Regions from separate parts of the Mus musculus genome. Here region 1 is linked to region 2. Evidence: chromatin contacts called from public promoter capture Hi-C data. All regions are on one chromosome and are shown on one strand. The core of a region is the stretch at or near the end of the contact, and the rest is flanking DNA. Distances in the headings are between cores, read along the strand shown. Region 1 overlaps Wdfy4 (WD repeat and FYVE domain containing 4). Region 2 holds the start of Ogdhl (oxoglutarate dehydrogenase-like).

Evidence for each region. Promoter capture Hi-C pulls out the DNA fragments that hold promoters and counts their contacts.
Region 1: a contact with region 2 is called in a promoter capture Hi-C map of liver, with 4 times the contacts expected there. The contact joins the enhancer-like site here to the promoter of Ogdhl in region 2. A contact is called at or near these places in 5 of 39 promoter capture datasets (the 3T3-L1 cell line, hippocampal neurons, liver and 1 more).

The regions. Positions count from the first base shown.
Region 1 is chr14:32,993,684-32,996,441 of GRCm38.p6, forward strand. All of the region lies in intron 44 of Wdfy4 (WD repeat and FYVE domain containing 4), which reads right to left. Lrrc18 (leucine rich repeat containing 18) reads left to right here. Exons shown (of 3, transcript NM_001146021.1): 2 at 1,528-1,625. Among named protein-coding and RNA genes, the nearest start is that of Lrrc18, 3.7 kb to the left of the region's middle. Within about 2 kb of position 1,463, at least 82 of the 459 cell types and tissues checked have an H3K27ac peak or open chromatin away from gene starts, as enhancers often do. A contact at or near this core is called in liver, where this site is marked.
Region 2 is chr14:32,320,739-32,323,438 of GRCm38.p6, forward strand. It overlaps Ogdhl (oxoglutarate dehydrogenase-like), which reads left to right and starts at 1,281. Exons shown (of 24, transcript NM_001081130.2): 1 at 1,281-1,378.

The DNA.
Region 1 (2,758 bases), core at 213-2,712, 670 kb after region 2:
GAATATTTGACGACTGTTCTAGCCTGGTTAGATTATACAGCTACCTCATCTGTGTCTGATTCTCACTAAGGCCCATTTCCTCCCCATGAATGACGATAACAGCCTTTGCACTGTACCTTCTACTACATCCAGATGCCCGAGTGACACCTGGCTTCCTTTCCATACGAGTTTACATATCAGCACTTTAAAGATATTTTTCTTCTTGTATGTTTTCTCTTATGAAAGATATTGATTTTATATTTTTACTTGATTTCCTGACTTTTAAATTGTTTTCTTACTTAAATTACATATATATTATATATTTCAATTACAAATATACCTTGCAGTAAATTTTTGACTATTTTTTAAAATATCTAATTATCCTTGTTAATTCAATTAAATCACTTATTGTATAGATTCAGCACAGCATTTTATCTTTATCTTTAAACTTAAACATGAAATAGTAGTGGTATAATGCCATCAAATTCTTTCCTTAATGGTGATTTTTTAAAATATATTTTGGGATTAAAATTAGTTTATTTTGCTCTTCTATACTTTAAATTTTTATTGCTTGGATTAATTATGAATTTAAAACATTTACTTATTGATAGCCATTCTATCTATTTTCTAATTTATGTTCAGTTAGAGGAGTTTATATTAGTTTTTATTTCTATACATTTTGCTTCTGCAATGTCATTTTCTTATTTGCAGAATAACATTGTTTGGCTAGTTTTCTTAAATACTAGAAAGTTAATCTAAAGTAGCCTTTTCAAGCTGTGGGCGGTGACCCCTTTGGAGATCGAGTGACCTTTGCACTGGATGACCATCAGAAAACACAGATTTTTATATTATATTTTATATTATGATTCACAACAGTAACAAAAAATACATTCAAGAAATAGCAACCAGTTGATTTGACGGTTGGGGTCACCACAACAGGAAGAACTGTATTAGAGGATCGTAGCATAAGAAGGTTGAGAACCACTGAGCTAAAGGAAAATGATCATTGGCAAAATAAAAATAAAAAGCCAAGAAATACACAGGTATATGAAGGGCAGCCTTACTCCCTGATGGGAGTATCACAGCAGCACCAACAGGAAAGGCCATGCTTTCACATCACAGCCACATTTACTGACAACAATCAACAGAAAGTGATGGCCCACTAGTGTGACCTCATGAGCTTTGTGGTTGCTTTGATCCAATAGGGTTAAAAGAAAAACAAAATTGCAAGAAAAATAAACTCAAGTAAATAAACATATAAAAGACAGCCCTCCCCACAAATGAAAAGCAGGAAAATGCACAAATACATGAAATAAGAAGAAAGTCACATATGAGGTCCTGGGGCTGGGTGCCCCGGGGACTTTTCAGTGTCACTAGCATGGTTGCTATGGAAAGCTGCTTTGTTGAAAACTCTCGCCCTGCTGCTGGAAGTGGGAGGATGCACCCAGCTGCAGGGGTCACGTGTTTGGATTACGGCTCAGATTCCCGCTTCCTGGAAACAAGGTACCCTGGAAACACTTTGAAGCTTGTTTTCCTTTCACTTCGTAGGCTGGCGTCAAGATTATGCTGATTAACTCCAAGTCCCAAGACTCTTGTTGGCTGGAAACCAAGTTTCACAGCAAAGGAGCTTAAGGACAAAAACACAGGTAAGGCTTTGCTCCCTGGTGCCTGTTACCTATTATTCTCTTTCTGAACTGTGCTTTTCCCTCTCCTCTGAGGGATCAGCCTTCAAATGCTTGCACTCTCCTCTGCTTCCTTTACCAAGTCTAGACGCTAGCTGATCAGCTGATGAATTATTTAGGAGAGGAGGCCACCTACTCTGAGTCCTGGCCAGGACAGCTGGCTGGGGACACAGGCTGATCTTCAGGTGCCTGGAACCGTGCACAAGCTTGGCAGGGGAGATATATGACCAGTGGGAACCTGGGACTTCTCTAACGCCTTTGCTGGCCCATAGCAGGGGGAGATAAGATGCAGGCTCAGAAATGCAGAGAGTCTATGCAAAGTCGCAAGTAGGAGGGACAGAACAGTGAGTGGCCTCCAGGCTAGAATGACACATTGTCCTCTGGGTTTGAGTGAGGGCCTCCAGAGCAGAAGGGAAGTTCTGAGACAGTCACTGTCTCCTGCAGAGTTCTGGAGTGCCCAAGCTTGTCTCCTGATGGTTTGTTTGGGCTGGTGCTTGGCATCACTAGCTTCTTTGTGAGTTTCCAGGGGTCCCCTGGGGCTGGGAGGCAGACAACTTTCTAAACTGCTCCCTTCTGTTGGCAGAGTGATGGGGAACAAGGTGATCTTTCCAGGTCCCTTGTATCTGTGCTTACAAAACCCTAGGCAAGTAACCGAAAACCAGCCCTCAGCCTCCCATGGGAGCTGCTGCAATCAGCACCTTAGATCATCACCTATTTGATTCACCAGTCATTCCCAGCTATCAGTCTCAGATAATGAGACCTCTTAATACCATGGGTCTGTGACCTACACACACCTTCTTCTCTGTCTTTGAAAAGCCATGAGGATAGGACTTGGCCTGGACAGGATAAACGTCCCCACAGGACCTAGCTCAGCTCCCTCCAGTTCCTAGGGAAAATGATGAATCAGGAGCTTGCCTCTTGGCACAGAAAAGCCAAATGCATTGCAGGACACTGTACAGTCAAACTTCCATGGAAAAACTAACTGGAACAGCACATGGAAACAAGAGATGCTGGCTCGAAGACGGGGTAGGGTGTGGCCCAATAAAGGAAAGGCTGTCAAGGCTTGGACTTTATTCCTGGAAGTGGGGTGTCTGAGT
Region 2 (2,700 bases), core at 31-2,530:
CCGGCTTCTTCTCTAGCAGTGCTTGATTGTCCCCCCACTCAAGACAACGCACACTTTCACATTTTACCCTCCATTTCCCCCACACTTGCCAGAAAAGGAGTTCAAAAATGCAACCTTGGACATTCATAGCTGCCTAGAGTCTCCTGGACAGAATCTGGGAGTTGTTTTGAGACAGGTTCTCAATATGTATTTCAGCCTGGCCTTGAACTCTTAACTATCCTGCCTTAGCCTTCATGGTACTGGAATTACAGGTATTTATTACCTTGAAGGGAAGGGAAAGGGGTGATTCCTTTCCTGCTTCTCACAAAGGATGCTGGCCCAGACTCCTGTAAATCAAGGACAGGTTGTCAAGAGACAAACATAAAACGTCATTTGATTATGGTTTTATGTGATATAGGAGCCTTCAGATGGAACACTCAAAAAACCACAAGGTCAATTATCCACAGTTTGCTTAGGATCAGTGGATCTTAAACAGCTACGTAGAAAGATGATTGTACAAACTGTGACATGAAGCTGTGCTCCACAGGAAGTCCCTAGCTGCTCTGCTGGGTCAGGATTAAGGGATGCAAACACAGAAGCCAGTTAGGGGCTGTTACAGTAATCCTGTGAAGGACTGCTGATAGCATTTCCAGCCACGGGTGTATCCTGCATTTGCTTAGAAATGAAACAGAGCCCAATACAGAAAAGAAAAAGGCAGGAACACATCAGAAAAACTCCAAACTGACCAATAACATAAGTTGGCAAATCACTAATAATAAAAGTGCAGATTAAATTTCCACAGGTTCTGTCAATGTATATTCTTTGTTAGATTGTCTGTGGCAATGATTCTCTGAGGAGAGGGAAACCAGGCCACAATCCCTTGGAAAGTGAATTGGTAGGGCACTAAGCATTTTTTCATAAACTGCTTCATCCTTTCTTCAAAACAGCTGGAAGACAGCAGAACTTTTAATAGCATTCCCATTTTATGGGTGATAGAGAGGAATCTATCTTTCCCCCATACACACATACAAGTCTGCTTTATTCTGGTACGTTCCTCTTAGTTTCAGGTCGAGGACTCTGGGGTTCATGGGTCCAGCACTGTCTCCAGTCACTCAGACAGGGCAGACCTGGGCTCCTGCTGGCCATCTGGAAGCACCTGGCTCTTTGGGGGCCACATGAGGTCTTGGATCTGGGAGGTCAGCACCTCGGACAGCGAGGGCCGCAGACAGGGCGGGGCGTCTACCGAGACGTCACGACGCGCGGAATCCCGAGGGTGCGCGCTCACGGCGGCCGTGTCACGTGACCTAGGTAATTGATACAGCGCGCTGCTCGTGACCCTCCGCTCAGTCCCCGGACCTTCAGCCCCCCGGACCGCGTGGCCCGGAACCTCGGCCAGCCGGTGAGAGCGGCGGCGCGACCCCCGTTCCTGCGAGCTGAACCCTCTGCAACTCGATCCTAGGTCCTGGGGCAGCGCTGCCCACTAACCTCAGCCAGGCCCTTGGGGAGGGGGTGGGGTGGGGTGTGGGGAACGGGAACTTGACCTTGGTCTCTCCCTAGACTAAGTGCAGCGTTCCTTAGGACCCCCGGTCCTTTGTGCTTGTCAGCAGGTGAATGCAGATTTCGTGGGAAGGAGTGACTTGCCAATAGTGGGGCTTCAGGCCGGAAGGCTGCAGCCCCCCCCCCCCCCCCACTGTTTGCCGTAGTGGCCTGGAGAGGAGCCTGCCTGGTACTCTTCCAAGGAGAGGGGGGCTGCCCAGAACAGCACTGAGATTGAAGAGGTTCCAGGGTTGCATCTGGCGGGACATGCAAGCAGCTTCGAAGTCCCAGGACAGGCCCTATACTTGTTTTTAACTGCGGTCTGTGCTCCCACTTGAGGAAATGGAGGCCGACCAGATATCTAGGTCAAGTAGTTTGAGGTCTCAGCCATCCTCCCGCACTCAGGATGAGCCCTAAGAGGACTTATCTGATTGACCCTAAGGACCATGCTCTGCAAAGACCCAGCGCTGAAACCCCCAGCCCTACGGGCTCCAATCCCAAGCCAATCTGTGTATTTCCTCTCCATCCACCAGTAACCTTCAACAGACCTTACCCATCTTTGTACACACCCCAGTTCTGGGCTTTAGTTTGGCCCTTCCTTCCTCCCTGTCAAGAAAGTAAGCTTGCACCCCGACCCCCATCACACCCTTCTGCCTAGCTCTTTGGAGTTCTACATTTTCCAGTCAGGCAGTGAGTTCAGTTTCTAGTACAAGACAGGTAGAAAGACTCTGCTACTGCGTGCTGCTTCAGGGTTTGGAGGGAAGGGGGCCTCCCTACTCTGACCTCTACTAACTGATTTTCCCAAGGGCAGTTTACAGAGCAGCCCTCCCCTGTGCACCACTGCAGGAGACTTAGTATTAAGTTGCCTGCCCTGGTTCTGACTGGATGACATTGTTCCAAAAAGGATGCCCCCAAGATCTTCCCACTAGAAACTTGCACAGGGCACGTTTTAGGGTGTGCTTGCCGCCATCCTGCCCTGTATGAGCAGGACCTAACAGGGTTAATTAGGGCCTTGGCTATAGATTTGGAGCTCAGCAAAGCTCTGGGGTCCTCAAGCCCAGCTGGCATGGGGGTAGGAATGGCTGGCATCTCCTGCCGGGTTGGGTGAAGGCCATAGCAGTATCTGGCTGCCCAGAGCGTTCTGTATTTGTAAAACACAGTGTTCCAACACTGGGCCAGGCTGGA